Regions from separate parts of the Mus musculus genome. Here region 2 is linked to region 1. A link is a contact called in public promoter capture Hi-C data. All regions are on one chromosome and are shown on one strand. Each heading gives the region's core, a stretch centred on a gene start, on an enhancer-like site or on the middle of the called end of the contact. The rest is flanking DNA. Distances are from core to core; before and after follow the strand shown. Region 1 holds the start of Zfp85os (zinc finger protein 85, opposite strand). Region 2 holds the start of Med10 (mediator complex subunit 10).

Evidence for each region. Promoter capture Hi-C pulls out the DNA fragments that hold promoters and counts their contacts.
Region 2: a promoter capture Hi-C map of pre-B cells shows a contact between it and region 1, with 4 times the contacts expected there. The contact joins the promoter of Med10 here to the promoter of Zfp85os in region 1. A contact is called at or near these places in 2 of 39 promoter capture datasets (frontonasal cranial neural crest and pre-B cells).

The regions. Positions count from the first base shown.
Region 1 is chr13:67,727,167-67,730,533 of GRCm38.p6, forward strand. It overlaps Zfp85os (zinc finger protein 85, opposite strand), which reads left to right and starts at 2,096. Exons shown (of 3, transcript NR_027969.1): 1 at 2,096-2,536. It overlaps Zfp65 (zinc finger protein 65), which reads right to left and starts at 2,007. Exons shown (of 4, transcript NM_145622.2): 1 at 1,895-2,007. The coding sequence starts at 1,900.
Region 2 is chr13:69,808,489-69,811,972 of GRCm38.p6, forward strand. It overlaps Med10 (mediator complex subunit 10), which reads left to right and starts at 1,394. Exons shown (of 4, transcript NM_138596.2): 1 at 1,394-1,564; 2 at 3,119-3,202. The coding sequence starts at 1,443.

The sequences.
Region 1 (3,367 bases), core at 846-3,345:
ATATATATATATATATATATATATAAAGGCCCATGTTGCTGTACCATCAATACATTGTAAGGAATGTGTTTTGATGTACAAGGCAGGATTCTGACTTCACATACTCCTATATTTTTCCTAAAGATTAGCAACATTAACTAGGAAATGTCTATTAATCTAGATAGGGTTGCAAACTCATTGAAAATCCCAGTAGATAGGACGGAGTTGTCTGAAGCCCATACTTCCTTAGAGTCAGCTTCAATGCCATGAGCCAGGCTCACTAATTCTTGATTTGACTGAAGAGTGACAATATAAGCAAGATCACCTGAGATAGGGGGAGGGGCTGTGGAGGAGAAACCCTGAAAAAGCAAACACAAAAACAAAAAAAAAAAATGAGTGTCTGACTGTGAATGCAAAACTCTTGTAAGGGGTCTGTGTGTGCAGAGACTGGTGGCCCATGTGGAAGTTCACGGAGGGGCAGAGCCTGGAATTCTGCAGGTTCAGGGTTGGCTGCCTTACCTTGGGCTGGTTTTCTCTTCAAGGGCAGTCATTACCTTACTCTGTAGTGGACCACACAGCTTGTGACAATAGTTTAAAAGAAACTCCCAGAATCCACTGACTAGGCAGAACATGAGCTTCTATCAGTCCAAAAGCTAAAATCTCATCAAATGGTATCTTTGGTGAATAGAACATCTCCCATGTCTCACAGTACATACCTCTATCAGACTCACATCAATGTATTTTAAAATTTACTTGGCTAATGACATTATTTGTTCTGTAAAACCATGAAACTGCTTCCAAGTTGGAGTATGGAATTTTCACTAAACTAAATCTGTCTTCTCAGATCATGGCCAATTAAATGGCTCTGGGCTAAACTATTCTCTTAACCCTTCAAGAGGAGAACTGTGCATTTTGCATGAACAGGAACCTACTATGTGTAAACCTTAAGACCCCCAAGTGTGCTACAGCTTTTGAAATTTATCTTACAGTCTCTCAAAGACAGTACAAAAACTTGGGGAATCCTTTCTAGAACTATCCAGGAAGCATCAGTAAACCAGAAAGCCACATTGAGGGACAGAGTACTTTTAGAAGAGATTAGTCACTGCTGATAATGTGAACAGACAGAAGTAAATCATGTGGTAAGAGAACAATGTTCAGAGCCTGGCCTATTAGCAGAGATATTTTCTCCCTTCCCTTTCAGGCATTCCAGCCCCTCCCTGCGATCTTTCTCTCATCACACAAGTGTACTATCCTATCAGAAATGCAGTCCAAATTTTGAAAAAATAAATATACTCAGATAGTATTATTGGGGCACTGCTGTCTAGTGATTTTAAGCTTAAGTGTAAAATCCATAATTATTTGGATTGTGCCAACATAAGTTCAAAACAATTCCAAGATTATTCTGTAGCTACATAGCCTTGTATTGTGACGACTCAGGTCACAGAGGTGTACATTAGGAATTCCTACTCAACCCGAGGCATCCATAAATCTAACAATTCATTCCAAAAGAAAAGAAACTAACATCCCACACAACAGTCGCCCTCACAAGACTCTCTGTCCCTGGAACTTCCGGAAGTTCTGTAAGTGCTGGGACTCAGACTACAATCACATGAGTAAGGGTCAGCTAGGCAGAGCAAAGTAGAATGCTCCCTTCAGCATCTCCGCACAGGCAGTCAGCAGACCCAGCCTGCCCTTGCCATCCCCTTGTCTCTAACATTCTTCCCGGCCAATCCTGCTCCTAGGGGCAGTGGCCCATCCTAGGTCAACACAGTACCTCCAGGTCGGCGGCCCCCTCGCCCCCCGCCCCCCCCCCCCCCCCGTCTCCCAACCAGCCTGAGCCAGCTCCCTCCGCGCCTGACCCGCCATCCTGCACAGTCCCTCAGATCTGTACGACCGCACTGCTCCCTGCACCAACCTCCATGTCAGGGATCCAAACCCAAGACACTCGATTAACTTTGGGGAGAAGCAAGGTTTAAGAACGAATCCGGAAGTTTGGTACCAACGGCCCCTTCTGGAGTCGTCATAATTGTTGGGACTACATCTCCCACAAATCAGTGTAAAGGACTTCCAGGAACACACCAAAGGAGTTCGGTGCACTGCCTGGGTACCTGCCTAAGTGTGAGCAAGTGAAATTGGAAAGAAACAGGCACATGGGCAGCCACAGGGCATTCGGGCTCTTTTGAAGTGCTGTGGTCTCAGCAAGGGATGTTAGCCTGTGAGTCGAGCCTTTCTCAGTAATGTTAATTATACATGCTAGTTATTTCTGCTAAAACGTGATTTTAAAGCTCAAATCTACTTATGAAATCATACTAACACATGGGAAATCATGCTTTCATGGTCTGCTTTACTTAAAAATAAGGAAGCAGGAAGGTAATGTAGGACTGAGCATTTCTTTAATGAAACCACGCTTGGTGATCCCGCCTGACATGCAGCATCTCAGGTGCTTAAGACAGAAGAACAGGAAATCAAAACTAGTCACCACCGGGTGTTCTCTGAGCACAGGCTTTCCTCCTCCCCATCTCCCAGCAGGAGGCGCAGAGCTCCTGGGATCACACTGGTGAGTCTACTGACTTTTGGTACACTGTGCACTATAGGATTTCCCTTGTTCCCTTTGATGTTCCTTATAGAATTTCCTCTCTCTCCTGATCATGCCATCATTCATGTTTCAGACTATTTAATATTTGGTATCTGTCTTGAACTTCCCTCACTTCTTTAGGAAAGTTTATTCCTGTGCAGTTCATGCTTGAGACAAAGGTATGAACCCCATCCATCACAAGGAAGATTTCATGTTTCTGTGATGCATTCTGATTCACAGGGAAACTGATTCAGAACAGAGACTATGTGAAGTTCCTATCAATTCTTGTATTCCAGGCAGTGTGTTAACCCAGGGATACAGCTCCACTTAGAGAAACTAGAGTCAAGCAGTACATTCACCTGAACACTTGATTGGCATGTCTGTTTAGAATGAGGTCATGACTAGTCTGTACTCCTCCTGAATGCTGCAGTGAAGGGCACTGTCATCAACCATAAGGCCTTAGCATTTCTGGACATGTCTAGGATTCCAGTGTACATGTGCATGTGCGTGTGTGTGCATGTATGTTTGTGTCTGTTACATGTAAACCTACCTGAGAGGGCACTGACTCCTCTGGGAGGTGCTGATCTGTGAGGATGCAGCATTCACCCTCAACTGTTCTGCAGTTTCCATTTCCTCCTAGTGGGATTGGTTAATTCAAGAGGAAGAGGAGGAACTAATATGGTATAGGAACAAAACGAACATGCAGAACCTAACTGAACATACAGGAAGCCCCATTTAGCATGATATTAGGGGCCCAGGCATACTTAGGGAGAGTTTACCACAGTCTGATTCTCAGGCCTTATATGTTTCCTT
Region 2 (3,484 bases), core at 144-2,643, 2.1 Mb after region 1:
CACCTTTGATCTGGATAGTGAGGTGGGGAGGTGCAACTTTAATCTGGGCCACACCTTCTGCTGGAAGCCTATATAAGGACATGGAAGAAGGAAGCTTTTGTTCTTTGCCTGCTTGCCCTTGCCTTGCTAGCACATCCATTCCTTCACTGACATTAAAGTCTGATTCTTTGGGATTCCAGTGTATACTGAAGACCAGCAAAGACCAGCTGAGACATCCAGTGTCACGGACTGAACTGAGCAACTACTGGATTCTTGGACTCTCTGTTCACTGCCATCCACCATTGGAATAGCTGGACGGCAGCCTATAAGTTATTCTAATAAATTCATATTACGTGTGCGCTCTCTCTCTCTCTCTCTCTCTCTCTCTCTCTCTCTCTAAGTTCTGTTAGTCTAACACAGAGAACCTGTATACATCCCTTGGCATCCCCATTCTCCCTATTTGTCTCTCTCACTTGTCCCCTTGTCTCTCCTTTCATGAAGGTTGAAAGACTTACTTATATTTCTTCTTTTTGTCCTTCAGGACTGGTTTTCATATCAAATTCACCACCCCTTTTAATTGAATTGTGAAATGTTCCTTTTCTAGCACTTAAAAGTGTCTGCAGAAGTTTGAAATAATTTGTTCTTTAATGTTTGATTAATTTAAAAAGTGAGTTGAAAAGTACCTAGGGCTTAGGTATTTCCTTCTTTCCTTCCTCCCTCCCTCCCTCCCTCCCTTTTTTCCTTCTCTCTTTCCTTCTTTCTTTTCTTTTTGAAAGTGATTGTTGTCTCCTGGCCAGTTTTAAAAAGCATGGCTCTATTTTGACTTTCCCACTTAAATACATTTTCTTATTATGTATTGTGTGTCTGTGTATGCCGTGTGTGGGCATACCTGTGACACAGTACCTGTCTGGAGGTCAGAGGGCAGCTTATAGAATTCTGTTCTCTCCTCCTGCCATGTAGGATTCTGGAGACCAAACTCAGGTTGTCGGGGTTAGCAGCAAGCGTCTTCACCCACTGAACCATTTCACTGGGCCCAGATAATTATCTTTTAAAGAAAATTGCTTACATCTCGCAAGCTTTCCAGATTATGAACATACAAGGTCCACTGTATCTAAATTCTTGTCCTTCAATCTAGCTTTCTTTACTTCCCTGATGAGACTTGTTTTTTCTTTACTGAGAAAAGCTAGGTACCAGCTAAGAGTTTTCATTTTTGCCCCTTTACACATGCCTTTGCTGTGTTTTCCAGGTTAACATTTCCCACACACACAGTTCAGAAGCTTCCAAGCGGGTTTTCCCTTCAAAGGCTTACCCCGTCTCTTGCCCCGCCCATAGCGCCCGGGCCCCGCCCCCAGGAGGCCCCGCCCCCGAGGAAACGGATGTGGGCTTCCGGAAGCCGGAAGCGGGCGAGCACTGTGGACCCGGAGTCGCTCGGAGCTGAGGCTAAGAGGCGGGCGGAGCCGGCGATGGCGGAGAAGTTTGACCATCTGGAGGAGCACCTGGAGAAGTTCGTGGAGAACATTCGGCAGCTCGGCATCATCGTCAGCGACTTCCAGCCCAGCAGCCAGGCGGGGCTGAGCCAGAAGCTGTGAGTGACGGCCCGGCAGGGCTCGGCGCGTCTGTGCGAAGCCCCTGCCCGCCGGCCTTGGGGACCCCACTGGGGCTCTAACGTTCATCCCGGGTCCCCGAGGGGAGGCCGGTTCTATCCTGACCGGACCTCACAGGGGAGGCGAGTTCCGTCCTGACCGGGGCGGACGGGCTCCATCCTGACCCCACTGGAGGCCGGTTCCACCCTGACTCCACTGGGAAGGAGGATCTGACCGCACAGGAGAGGAGGCTCAGTCATGACCCCGCTGGGATAGAGGTAGCTCTAGGTCCATCCTGGCCGGACGTGGAAGGCCGGTTCCACCCTGACCCCATAGGGGAGGAGGATCCCTCCTGACCCCACAGGGGAGGCTGGCACCACTCTGACCCTACAGGACAGTCTGGGACTACCCTGATGCCGTAAGGGGAGGTAGGCACCACGGACACTCCACCCCACCCCACCGCACTGGGGAGGTTGACTTCACACCTCAGGGGGGCCCTGAGCCACCTGCTGCATAGGCCTCGCTGTGGAAGAAGGCCACCACAGAGGGTTGATTTCTTGACAGTATCTTGTGTAGGCCTTGGAATGGCCTACAGGGAAACAACACAGTGTTCAGGAGAAGGCCTCACCGCTTATATATGGGACACTTTCCAGGGATCTGGAGTGGTTCTGGAGGGAGCCGAGGTTCAACCCACTAGGGATGGGCTTTTTCCTTGCTGACTGTGGGTACTGCACTTAAACTGGAGCCCACTTCTCCACGCTGTCTACCCTGAAACTCCATTCAGTGACATGCACTCCAGAAAGCTCTGCTCTCTCTTCACCTCCTTTCTGAGTTTAGAAGGGAAAAATTAAGCATCTGAACATATTTTGTAAGTCCAAAGGTGTCCCCAGAATCCCGTGGCAATTAAGGGTTCAGGTGTGTGCAGCATTAGGGAGGAAGAAGCCTGTTAAGGTAGCTAGCGCCAGTCTCCCGACTTCCCTCTGATCCCAGCCACTGAGCTGCCTTGGTGCTGGTGCTCCTGGGTTAGGAAGGTAACATGAAGGTACAGGCAGAGCAGACAGGTAGTCAGGTTCATCTGGGAGAAGGAAGCCAGCATAGCCCTAGCTGAGACACGGCCAGTCCTGCCTCTAGTGTCTGGACCTGGAAGCCGCCTCTCTGTGTTCCCACCCAGGGGAGACCCTTTTCTGGAATGAGAGACTGCCCAAGAAACCATCTCTACCCACAGTTCAGTCTCTTAAAGCTGGGTACAGGATTGTGTCTCACTTGGGATGTTTACTAAGGTATAGAGTTGTGGTCTTGCCCCTCAAGGAGGGCTTTGTGGGATGGGAACAAGCTGGCGCATTGCCTAGACCAGAGCCTGCTGTGACTGGCCTTGTTCTCTTATCCAGTTCCCGTGGCTATCTCATACCCAGCTGCCACCTCAGTTATCTGCCCCGGTGTCCTTGACCTTGGCCGTTTTAACCCTCAGGAATTGAAGCACAGTGGCCAGTGCCGTGTAGGGGTGTGCTGTGCTGTCCTCTGAACTAACCACGTACCCCACTCTGCCTTTTTCCCAGAAACTTTATTGTTACGGGCTTACAGGACATAGATAAATGCAGACAGCAGCTGCACGATATCACGGTGCCTCTGGAAGTTTTTGAGTAAGTATCACTGGGTCTCTCTGATTCTTGGTTAGCTGTGAGTGCCAGTGAGAGGGAGGGAGGCGAGGCCCAGGTGCCACAGGCAGGACCACCAGTCTTCTAGGGTTGTAGTAGGCTAATGGGGTTAAAAAAGGATAACTCTCTCTCCAGTGTTGTGTTGTTGAGAATAGTGTCACATGAAAATATAAAAACATGCTTCCGAGTTCAGTGGAGAAAGGCCTTCAGGCCACAGGAAAACCTCATAATTCTTAAGAGCTATACCTGGGTGTGATGGCATAAGCC